3 separate regions of the Sus scrofa genome follow, and all the other regions are linked to region 2. The links are chromatin contacts, called in public HiChIP or PLAC-seq and promoter capture Hi-C maps. All regions are on one chromosome and are shown on one strand. Each heading gives the region's core, a stretch centred on a gene start, on an enhancer-like site or on the middle of the called end of the contact. The rest is flanking DNA. Distances are from core to core; before and after follow the strand shown. Region 1 holds the start of ZNF37A (zinc finger protein 37A). Region 2 holds the start of ZNF248 (zinc finger protein 248). Region 3 holds the start of ZNF33B (zinc finger protein 33B).

Region 1 (3,795 bases), core at 115-2,614, 190 kb before region 2:
AAAATGTATGACTGTAACCGCTTAACAGTTTTAGACCCACTTCCTATCCACCCCATCCCAACTCCATCTTTCAAGTAAATCAGAATTAGACCTGTCTTAAGTCCAAGTCTTAAAGACCTGCCTTGCAGTACCATCTCTGATTCTGTAAGATCAGGATAGAGGAGGCATCAGCATATCTCTAGTGGTAATGTTCTAGATTCTGAGCTGTAGTGCAGTAGCAGCTCAGAATCCAGAAAGAGTGAGATAAAGAATGAAGGAAAGAGGGTAATTCCCTCCCCTGTGGCTGATCAGCACCTCCTTCCACATGATGTCTTCACAACTCCCCAAGAACAGTATCTTCTGTTGCTTTTGTCTTGCCCTCCTATCCCAACCACAGCTTACATCTCTCCTGAAGTTAGCCCAAAACTTCCACCATTACCCAGTCTGTGACAGTTTGGATTTGACAGTGGTTCTGGCAGAAGGACACACATTGCTTCTGGCTGAGCAATAAGAGTCTTTGCTCTTTCCTCCTGGTCTCTGGATCTCTGCAGAGGTCTCAGGAATTCTGCTCCTGGAATCCCCTACCGTCCCTAACAAAAGCTGCTTTGTTGCAGGAAAGTTGGACCTAAACCAGCTTACAGTTAGAATATTCATCCAGGGTCTAAAGCTCCTGGATCTTACTGTCACGTTGAAGCACAAGCAGAACTTCCTGTAAAAGCAAACGGAGGGCACAAGCAAAGCTAGAGGGGGTCAGAAGGACCTGGATACCTGCATTAAAGCGCCAGACTCGCAGGTTCTTTAGGAAGTAATCCCCCAAATGCAATGCTGTATTCAATTCAATATGATTTCCTTGAGGTCCTGAAGCTGCTAACTGCTGTGACTGACTCAGGTTCAGATTTTAGGCTGGGCAGGAACGAGGTATGGGAACTACCCTTGCTCCTGCCCTCGGCCCGTTCGCCACTTTGCATTTCTATCACCTCTCTGAGCCCATCTCACTGTTAAAAAGGGGACGCGACATTAACCACAGGTGGTTGGGAAGATTAAGAGAGATCCTGAGAGGAAAAGAACAAGGTTCTCACAGGGAAAAAAAAGTGCCTATCTACTGAGCGCCCGAAAGCCAATTTCCGCGCGGTCTTACCGAGGCCTCAGACCACGCAGCACCTTGGATGTGAGAAAATTAAGCTTCACTTGCTAATGAGCGCTGGATGTGCAGATGCTCATCAGGTACACAAAAACGGAGCCGGATTCAGAGCGAGGTGAGGGGACAAAGCCGTTTCCTCCTTCACTTGCCCCTCTCACAGAAACCCGGTTCACCCTGTCCAGCCCTCCCGGGCTGCGCCAGGACCAGGAGACTCCAGAGGTTCCGGAACCACCTCCTCGCGATGCCCGCCGTAGAACGGGAACAAAAGAGCAAGTGGGGGAGGGGGAGGGGCAGCGCACATGCGCACAAGGCTCAACGAGACAGCCCCGTCCTGTGCCAGATAGCGCATCCCACCCGAGAGCCACCTCAGTTCGAAAAGGACCTGTGTTTGGGGGCCTAGTGGGGAGACATGCCAGGTTTAGCAAGTAAAGTACAGGTCATGAGACATACTTTTATTTGTTACTCATCTTAAATTATAAGAATGTAAATTACGTCTCTTTCATTAATTATAGTTCCTTGTTTTGCAGAATCCAGTTATAGAATTTCTTCCAGACATCGTTCTTTTATATTGATCCATTTCATTGTAGCATATCTGCTATAGGAGTCACTTCTCATTCTGTTCTTTGTTCATTGGGACATTGATTAATGAGAAAACATACTCAACTTTAGCATTATGAGCAGATATAATGGCATAACAACTCTGGGAATTGCTCTTCAAGTTTGATTTGTTGAAAAGACATACCATCATTCATGGCATAAATTGTCCTTTCCATGCTTCAGGATTACGTTGGAGCTCTGGGATAATGATTTTTTTAATATGTCCACTGACAAAAGGAAAACTTTTGTGTTGAATTTTCCCTTTCCTTTTTAACACTACACATAATTTCACTTGTTCCCGTGCTAGAAGAACAGTTAGTAATATCCACGTAAAAGAAACTATTCAGGAGATGGAACTCATTCCAAAATACAGCCATGGCAAATACAATAATGATTATCCACAAGTCAAAATTTATTTTCCTATTCATAAGTAATGTTTTTCCTTTTTAAGAAAGTCTGACACAGATCTCACCAAGTTCCATTAAACAATGGAATCTTTCAGTAACACATTTGTTCTTTCAATTTCCATAATCCCTTGGCTAAAGAGATATTGAAAACTATGAATAAGAAATAAGCAAACTTGCTTCACTCAATGGAATATTTAAAATGTAAAGAATTTGAGGCCTTTTCTTAAAATTCTTAAAAACTAAACTATTATTTCAGTGCTTTACATAAACTGAGAACTCTCCCAGCTGTTTGTTAAAAAAAAAAAAGAGCCAAAGAGTTTCTGAATGCAAGACAATTAAAGACACTGAATGCCAACAAATATCCTTTAATCACTCAATTCAAACAGTATAAACGTTGAAGAGAAAAAATTCATGACAATTACTTCAACATCAACAGAAATGACATTAGAAGCTATTTGAACAGAAAGTATTATGCAGAATATGGGCAGGACAGTCAAAATCTTCCACAGAATCATTTATGCTTTGTTTCAGCTTGGAATAAACGTGTCTGCCCCTTGAGGCAAACATCCACCAAATGCTGGGTAGTATCTCCATCAGAAGCAGTGTAGAAGCAAGGGGGAAATAATATATCTTCTGCATTGTAACTGTTCGCATCCATGGGTATACTGAAACAAAAAGATGAAGCATTTAGAACACTGGTAATCTCTGTTGTCATAAGTGAAGCTATTATTTTTATTGTTGCTGCAGTAGACTTCATCCTAGCACTTGAAATCTTAATTGCAACTCTGGAATCAGAAAATACTTTTGGCATCACTATGTTCAGTCATTTGAGCTGAAAGATTGATGATAATGTGTGGAGGTATTTACAACTTCTACTGTAATCACTATATATCAATTTGAGGCCTTTTTGAGTAATTCCCATTACTCAAAAATGTTTTTTATCTCTTTCTATACTACTGGTTGAGGAAATGATGTCTCATGCTTACCTGTTAGTATATGCTGGTTTTATTTTTTTATTTTTTTTTTTTGTTGTTTTGTTGTTGTTGCTATTTCTTGGGCCGCTCCCGCGGCATATGGAGGTTCCCAGGCTAGGGGTTGAATCGGAGCTGTAGCCACAGGCCTACGCCAGAGCCACAGCAACGCGGGATCCGAGCCGCGTCTGCGACCTACACCACAGCTCACGGCAACGCTGGATCGTTAACCCACTGAGCAAGGGGCAGGGACCGAACCCGCAACCTCATGGTTCCTAGTCGGATTCGTTAACCACTGCGCCACGACGGGAACTCCTATGCTGGTTTTATATCTGACTTACTACCAGTTTTATGTACAAAGACCCTCAAAGGGAGTTTTTCCTTTTTTAATAGATGTCCACTTTTCATAAAATATTTCACAAAGTTTATACTTGCATATTGGTTTAAATGTACACAAATAAAAGCAGATAATAGTAACCACTGCAAAAATTGAAATTATTGAATTTGATAATCTCATGACACATTAATGTGTCTGACACTCACAAGTCTGAACTCACAATTAATCACAAAGAGGGGTTGAACTATTGAAAGCACTGTGACTTTGCAAACTAAAACTAAATTGAAGAGTTCCTCTGTCGCAAGTCAGGTTTCCTTGAAAACTCCATCTTGTCCTTCTTTACTTTATCCCATCTTCTTGTCT
Region 2 (4,253 bases), core at 1,688-4,187:
AGGCAGCTGGGTGAGAAAGATGAGTTGAATAACCATGGTTTTGAATAAAATAAATATCCATGAATGCACACTTATATAAATAAATGATGTAATAAACATGGGAAATGAAAACTTTTCCTTATAGGAAAATACAACATTTTAAAATTATATTTTTATTAGAGTATAGTTGATTTATGTGTTGTGTTTCTGCTGTACAGTGTAGCGATCCAGTCATATATATAAACACATTCTTTTTCTCATGCTATCTTCCATCATGTTCTACCCCAAGAGATTGGATATAGTTCCCTATGCTGTATAGTAGGACCTCATTAATTACCCATTCTAAGTGTAATAGCTTGCATCTACCAACCCCAAACTCCCAGTCATACTACTTCCTCCTCCCTTTGCCTTGGCAACTACAAGTCTGTTCTCTATGTCCATGAGTCTGTCTCTGTTTTGTAGATAGGTTCATCTGTGCCATATTTTAGATTCCACGTGTAAGTGATATCACACAGTGTTTGTCTTTCTCTTTCTTTCTTTTTTTTTTTTTTTTTTTTTTGTCTTTTGTCTTTTTGTTGTTGTTGTTGTTGCTATTTCTTGGGCTGCTCCCGCGGCATATGGAGGTTCCCAGGCTAGGGGTTGAATCGGAGCTGTAGCCACCGGCCTACACCAGAGCCACAGCAACGCGGGATCCGAGCCGCGTCTGCAACCTACACGACAGCTCACGGCAACGCCGGATCGTTAACCCACTGAGCAAGGGCAGGGACCGAACCCGAAACCTCATGGTTCCTAGTCAGATTCGTTAACCACTGCGCCACGACGGGAACTCCCTGATTTTTTTTTTTCTTCCAATTTTTAGGGCTGCACCTTTCTCTTTCTGACTTACTTCATTTAGTATAAGAATCTCTTGTTGCATCCACATTGCTGCAAATGGCATAATTTTTTTTTTTTTATAGCTGAGTTGTATTCCATCGTATGTATGTACCACATCTTCCTAATCCCTTCTTCTGTCAATGGGCATTTAGGTTATTTCCATGTCTTGGCTATTCTGAATAGTGTTGCAGTAAACATATGTGTGGATGTATCTTTTTCAAGGAAAGTTTTGTCTGGATACATGCCCAGGAGTGGGATTGCTGGGTCATATGGTAGTTCTATATTTAGTTTTCTGCAGTATTTCCATACTGTTTTCCATAGTGGTTGTACCAATTTACATTCCCACCAACAGTGTAGGAGGGTTCCCTTTTCTCCACACCCTCTCCAGCATTTGTTATTTGTTGACTTGTTAATGATGGCTACACTAACTGGTGTGAGGTGGTACCTCATTGTAGTTTTGATTTGCATTTCTCTAATAATTAGCGATGTTGTGCACTTTTTAATGTGCCTGCTGGCTATCTGTATATCCTCTTAGGTGAAATGCCTATTTAGGTCTCCTGCCTTAGGAACCCACTTTTAAGTGTAGACTGGAAAAGGAAAATCCTAACTATAGCAGAGAAACCTGTCAGACACCATCTTAACCAAGTAACCAAGATTAATGTAAGTTGATAACGTGTCCCTCATATACAGGTAGGACTCATACTATCTGTAGTAATCTTCCTCCAAATGAAAACCTCAGTCCAATCAGGAGAAAACATCAAACTCAAACTCAAGGACATTCTTCAAAATATCCGACCACTATTCTTCAAACATGTGAAGGTAATGAAAGACAAGGGAAGATCGAGATTGGAGAACAAACACATGATTACTAAATGTACTGTGGTATCCTGTGGACTAGTAAAAGGGCATTAGTGGAAGTACTGATGAACTCTGAATAAACTCTGTAGTTAACAAAATTGTACCCATGTCACTTTCTTATCTTTGGCAAATGTACTATGGTTATGTAAAATGTTAACATTTGGGAAAGCTGGGTGTATAATATATGGGAACTATTTTTTGCAACTCTTTGGAAAATTTGAATTTATTAAAACAATTTAAATGACATTGACTAGAAGAGTTAATTACATATTCTTTTATAAAAAGTTCACCATAGGAATTTCTGTTGTGGCATCAGGGGATTGGTGGAGTCTCTGCAGAGCCAGAACGCAGGCTGGATCCCTTGCCGCGCACAGTGGATTAAATGATCTGTCGTTTCCACAGCTGCAGTGTAGGTTGCACCTGTGGCTGGGATCTGATCCCTGGCCCTGGACTTCCATATGCCCCCCAAAAGAAAAAAGAATTCATTATAAAATAATGTCCATATGATTATACTGCGCTAAACGTGTCATGAGGATGCCCACATTAAAAAATGTATTTTTGGTTCAAGAAAAAGCATGGTTAGTTTCGAGAGATGAGAATGCGCTTTCTTCTTTAAGTTTGGTGTATTAACAGTTTCTGACATATGGACAGTTTTTACTATTAATACCGAATTGCCAGCTTGTTTTCGTCATCCCAGAGAATAACTACGCTGGTCACAGACATATAGTTTACATAAATTTATTGCCTAAACTGCTAGGCGATAAATTTATCAAAACTAAAGTAACATCTGTCTACGTTCATAAGTGAAGTTCAAGCACAACTTTACTTTCATTGATTTGTCGTCTATACTAAAACGCACAGTATATTTGATGTACATCTCTGAATCTAGGGTCCAGAATCCAGGGTCCAGACAGCAGGAGTGAGTATATCTGTGTCTCAATTCAGTCAACAAGGCAGTACTTAGACTCTTGCAGCTGATTTCTAAAGGAGTGGGCATGGTGTATACTGGGAAAAGATAATCTTTTAGGCGCTTTTACAATGTAAACGCCTTTAATCCTCATAAAAACCGTTAGCTAGGTACTGTACTACTATCAGATTACTTTTGCAATTTATGAGTGAGGCATCGACTTCTAAAGGTAAATCCACTTTTCCAACCCAAGCTGCCAGGAGCCAAACTCCAGCTCGCAGCTAGCGCTCCCTCGAGCCGCACCGCTCCCTCCCTCTGCGCATGTGCATCCCCGCCTCCTTCTCCCGGCTCGTCCTTCCCCGGCCTCCATCCCCTCGTGGGAAACAATCCCTGGCCTCCACGTTCACGCGGCGAGGGAGCTGCGGGTGAGCCCCAGAGGGTGGGGACGAGGGCCAAGAGGACCCCGCGCGGCTCAACGAGCCGGCGGAGGCGGCGGTGCCGGGTGAGGGGTTGGAGCACCGCGAACACAGGCGGGACCCAAGGAGTCTGCGGCGCCCCCAGAACTGAAGGGACAGAGGGCGGGGGCTCTCTGCCTTAGAAGGGCCGGAGTCTTGCGCCACAAGCAGGCGCTCGGTCTCGTTCGGTCTGCAGGTGCCCAGCCCCTAAGTAGAGCAGGCGGCGCCGTGGTGTGGCCGCGGGATGGGGAGTGCGCGTGCGTGACGTGTGCGCTGTACCCGTGGGGAGGGAGCGGGGTTGCCTAGGGGAGAGCGCCTGCGTGACGTGTGCACTGGGCCCACGGGGAAGGGTGAGGGGTGCGCGTAAGAGCGAGTGCGCGTGCGCAACGTGGATGCGTGCGCGTCACGTAGTGACGTGAGCATATGCGTTTCTGGTGCGCTGGGCTTACGGGGGTAGAACGCAAGTTGGGGGAGAAGGAGTGCTCCAGGCAGGGGGGTAAATGAGTTCCTCAGCACTAGTAGCTGATGGGAGACTTGGTTTGCTTACCCTTAAAAGGTGGATATCACGAATGTTTGCCGCATTGTGTAGCTTTGAGCGCTTGTTGTATTTATTTGTGGTGTATTTAACACATGCGGTTGGAGCTTGGACCAGTCTCTAAGGGCCTCCATTCTTTAGTTAACACGTTTGTGAAATGGAATTGGAAAGAGCTGGACCGGCTAGCCACCAAGGCCTTTTCCTGGCTCTAACATCACCCAAATCCCAAGTTATTTATTATGTATTCATTTGTTATTTGTTATGTATAATCATGACACAGTATCCTGAAGCCATCGAAGGCTGTGTGGCGGTGGAAGGTCTGGGACAGATTTAAGAAGAGAGAGGTGAGCTGGAGCTGAGAGGGGTGGGCACGCAGGCTACAGAGGAAATGTCACCTCTTTGGAGAATTTGTGAAGTCATGGTCAGGTTGAAAGGCTCACCAGCCATAGCTAAGGAAATTCTGTCATTATCTGTCCCTACCTCCTCCTGCTCCCCTCCTTCTCCATTCGCTCATTTCCTGAAGTGAGCTGCCCTCAGTGTCCTATTGTTGATGGTGTCTAGAGACATGCTGAGATTCCTCCTCTCCTTGTAGACCTGGCAGACGCACAGGATGGTAGTGCAGGAAGGATCTTTTTGGGTTATCTGC
Region 3 (4,037 bases), core at 224-2,723, 140 kb before region 2:
TCAACTCAGAACTCTAACATCATGATCAGTATACAGCTATAACCCATGATCAGTATATAGCTAATGGCCCTGCTATTGATTTGTTACTTTATATTTTCTATGAAGTTTGACTTTATTACTCATTTCCCATCTTAACAAATGGACTCTTAGAAAAATCTCACAAAGTCCACTGTAAAATGAAGGAATGAATAAACACTTACCTGGGATTTACTCATTTTCTGCTGTTCTTGGAAAAATATAGAAAACTCAGACAATATACTGGGTTAAAGGAAGAGTGGGTCATCAAATATTTGGCTTGCCTGGCAGCTCCTGAATTCTCCTGCTCTATTAAGCAGAGCACACTCACTGGATAAGGATATATGTCAATCGCCCTCTGACCTTCAGAAGAGACAGGGAAAAAGACGGTGAAAGACCACCTATCTAATATGACTCTAATATAATCTCGTAGCTCTTGGGTAAAAGTTTTCACTGGGTGAATTAAGTATTTGCTTTCTAAAGATTTTTTTTTTAACAGTTTAAATCTCCCTTGATGTTCACAAAAATTTTTAAATGACGAAATTGGTTAAAACAAGTAACAAGACACATAATAAACTCTTCACCAAAACTACTGTAAAAAATACTCAGGACTAAGCTGTTTATCCATTTCCCTACTAATGTTACTAAATCTTCGGTTAGCGACTCCACAGAAAGCTATAAAAAGCAGGGCTTCAGGGGAGATCCATGTTTTAATTTATCTCTATTGCTATTTCTCAAACTTTTCATAATTCTATTAAATGAAACAAAAAAGGGTAATTCTTGAAGAACCTCCCTGAATGCAAGGGCAAGTAGGATAGAGTAATAACATGTATCAAGATGAAGTGATGGACATGGTTGGAGAGCAGTTCGGAGTCCAAAAACGATAAATGGAGAACCAAAGGAATTGAGCCTGTGTACAGAGCAAGAGATAACTGAATCAGCCCTGGCTGCGGCTCTTTTTTCCAGACCACACGCCCCACAGCCACCCTCCACTCCCGCAGCACCGCCCCCTTGCCACTGGCTCGGGACACCCGTCCCGCAGCACCGCCCCCTTGCCACTGGCTCAGGACACCCGTCACGCATGCGCGTTATGCCCTCCTCTCGCTCTCTCAAAACCAGGCCCTCTCAGACAGCCGCGCCAACTCGCGCTGGGGCTAGTCACGTGGGAACTTGGGCCACTTTTCCACACGGAGACGCCACCTTCCCGCTGCCCTAGGGCTCCGCACAGCTCCTCCCCACTAGCGCAAACCGACTTCCTCCCTCTTGCCCCCAAACCTGGGCCGTGCGGGCCGTTGTCCAACCTCCCCCGCTCACCTGCCGCTTTCTCGTCCTGCAGCACTGGCCTCAGAAGAGTGCATAGACTCGGCCGCCCCGGAACCGCTTCCCACGCATCGCTTGAGGAAAACAGAAGTGAAAGGCGGAGGCACACAGAAGCAAAGGGCGGGCTTAGGCATGCGCAGATGACCCCACGCCGGGTCGGACTGTCAATGCTAAACCTTGGGAGCTGTTGACGTGGAGTCCCAGCGACCAGCAATTTGGGTTCGGGATTGGCTGACAGTGCTTCCTCACTTAGCAGCGGGGACGTTGGGTGTCTGAGGTAGTTCCCTAAGCAGGTAGAGCAGAATTTATGGATTATAGCTGAGTTCAGTCTGCAACCAGTGTGCGCATTTAGACAAAGTCAAGGGAAGGGGACGTGCCTGTCCATTTCACTTTTTTGAATACTGGAAATAGATCCTGTTAATACAATGAAAGAATAATATCTGATATCATCAGCGATTCTCTCAGGAATAAAAAGTGGACAGTGGGGCTGGGGGCAGACAAAAAAAGCTAGTTCACTAAAATTTTGACAGTAATAAATTAAAATAGAAAAATCGCCAAGTACACACAATCCAAAAGAAAATAATGTCATTTATGTACACGTTCTTTCATTTGTGACATTAAAATTTCTTAAGTAGGGAGTTCCTTTGTGGTGCAGCAGGTTAAGGTCACTGCAGCAGCTTGGGTCACTGCTGTGGCGAAGGCTGGATCCCTGGCCTGAAAAATTAAAGGGGTGTGGCCCCCCAAATTACTTGAATAAAGGGAGATATACCCTTTCATAGACAGATTCAATATTTTGACAAAGTTCCTCAACAATTTTTTGTATGTACTTATTGCTGAAGTATCAGCTGCCTCTACACTGATGGCAGATAGAAACATGGAGACTAGAGTTGGAGGAAACAACCAAAAAAGTAGCTTTAATTGCCAAAGAATGAACAAAGCAAGCTAATTCTTCAAGGACTATGCTGCCCCTGGAGGGCATTGTGAGGAGTCTTATAGTGTTTAAGGAGCAGGGCTGATCAGCTGGTGGACATTTTCCTGATTGGTTAGTGGTGAGGTAATTGGGAGTCAGCGTCATCAACCTTCTGGTTCTAAGCGATATGGGGTTTACAGGCTAGTGGGCAGCATATAGTTGACTTCCTCTACCAGGTGGGGGCCACAGCATCTGCAAAACAGCTCCAAGCAATAGGGATGGAGTAGGCACAGGTAGTTGTAGAAGTCCCAATAAAGGATCATTTAAAGAGGGAAACTTAGGGGACATTGGAAGATCAATGTAAGTTAATGATTGCTCAAAAAAGCCTTCAGCACAAGGCAGTCTTCCTTCATTAGTGGATCCTTGAGAGTTCTGGATGGGATGAGGACTGCATTCATATTCAGACCAAGGGCAGGAGTTTGAGGACCACTCTTCTGCGGATTTGAATACACCAGATACTAAGGAGGAGCTGCTACTCCCAGAAAAGAAGAGGCAGGCTTTTCCAACCCCCTCTACCCTTGGATGATAAAACTGTAGCCATGTAGCCATGTAGTTTCCATGCCAGCCCACTTGCATCTCTCATAAGCGTCCTATCTTAATAAATCTATTTCTTGCCTATCATTTTCTCTCTCGATGAATTCCTTCTTCACGGAGACGTGAAGAACCTGAACCTCAGTGAGGCCAAACACAGGGTGAGTGATTCTAATTTAAAACCTTGTGTTCAAGTCCCAATGTGGGTTTAGGTTTGATTCAAGTCCCAGCACGTGGGTTCAAGTCCCAGTCTGTGTTCTGTCTAGGTTCAGGCCGTTAATACTGTCAGTTTCACAAGGACATGGCTCAAAATATTATCTATAGCCCTTCAGGAGGAACTAAAGGTCCTTGACTGTTGAATGGCTAAACTATTATTATTTTGTGTTGCTCGACTTTTCCTTTTCCTCTGTATTTTTCTCACTCTCTAATTAGATTCTTTGGCTAAACTTTTTCTATGGACAAAACACAGGTGGAGGACAGTGTGTGTGTGTGTGAGGGGGGTCCAATGGGGAAGGTCCTATAGGGTCCTGCCAGTTACATTTTTCTCTTTCACTTTTAATATATTGTGTACACTACGAAAGCATTCTCAACATCATCTGGAATAAAAATAAGTCTAAATTTAAAAGACCAAAAAAAAAAAAGTCTAAATTAACTGCCAGAAAGCATTTAAAAAAAATGCATAAGAAATGTCAATATGTATAATATTACTGTTATTCAAAATAGTTTGGTAATGCAATGGCCATGATTAAGAGTGTTTTTAGGAGTTGCCGGCATGGTGCAGCGGAAACGAATCTGACTAGGAACCATGAGGTTGCAGGTTCCATCCCTGGCCTTGCTCAGTGGGTTAAGGATCCAGCGTTGCCGTGAGCTGTGCGTAGTTTGCAGACGCGGCTCATATCTGGCATTGCTGTGGCTCTGGCATAGGCCGGCAGCAACAGCTCTGATTAGACCCCTAGCCTGGGAGCCTCCATATGCCACAGGCGCCACCCTAAAAAAGGACAAAAGACAAAAAAAAAAAAAGTGTTTTTAAAATGTAGTATAGTAAATGCAGCATTTTAAAATGATGAGGGAAAGAATGGAGTATTCCAAACAGTGACTCAGTCCCAACAATTTGGAATGAAGTGTATACCTATAGACACATGTGATACAATTCACCTGAATTCAAGTTTTGAAATGTTTAAAGTAAGCCACTAAGTTAGTA

What was found. Promoter capture Hi-C pulls out the DNA fragments that hold promoters and counts their contacts. HiChIP or PLAC-seq counts read pairs in DNA pulled down with a chosen protein or histone mark.
Region 1: an H3K27ac HiChIP or PLAC-seq map of alveolar macrophages shows a contact between it and region 2. The contact joins the promoter of ZNF37A here to the promoter of ZNF248 in region 2. A contact is called at or near these places in 1 of 5 promoter capture datasets (fetal skeletal muscle), 1 of 47 Hi-C or Micro-C datasets (embryonic fibroblasts) and 1 of 2 datasets of contacts at active chromatin or transcription factors (alveolar macrophages).
Region 3: a contact with region 2 is called in a promoter capture Hi-C map of liver, with 4 times the contacts expected there. The contact joins the promoter of ZNF33B here to the promoter of ZNF248 in region 2. A contact is called at or near these places in 2 of 5 promoter capture datasets (fetal liver and liver), 3 of 47 Hi-C or Micro-C datasets (heart right ventricle, psoas muscle and skeletal muscle) and 2 of 2 datasets of contacts at active chromatin or transcription factors (alveolar macrophages and skeletal muscle).

The regions. Positions count from the first base shown.
Region 1 is chr14:60,860,260-60,864,054 of Sscrofa11.1, forward strand. It overlaps ZNF37A (zinc finger protein 37A), which reads right to left and starts at 1,365. Exons shown (of 6, transcript XM_021072371.1): 1 at 1,118-1,365.
Region 2 is chr14:61,044,898-61,049,150 of Sscrofa11.1, forward strand. It overlaps ZNF248 (zinc finger protein 248), which reads left to right and starts at 2,938. Exons shown (of 6, transcript XM_021072373.1): 1 at 2,938-3,042.
Region 3 is chr14:60,903,715-60,907,751 of Sscrofa11.1, forward strand. It overlaps ZNF33B (zinc finger protein 33B), which reads right to left and starts at 1,474. Exons shown (of 8, transcript XM_013983243.2): 1 at 1,330-1,474; 2 at 201-925. The coding sequence starts at 215.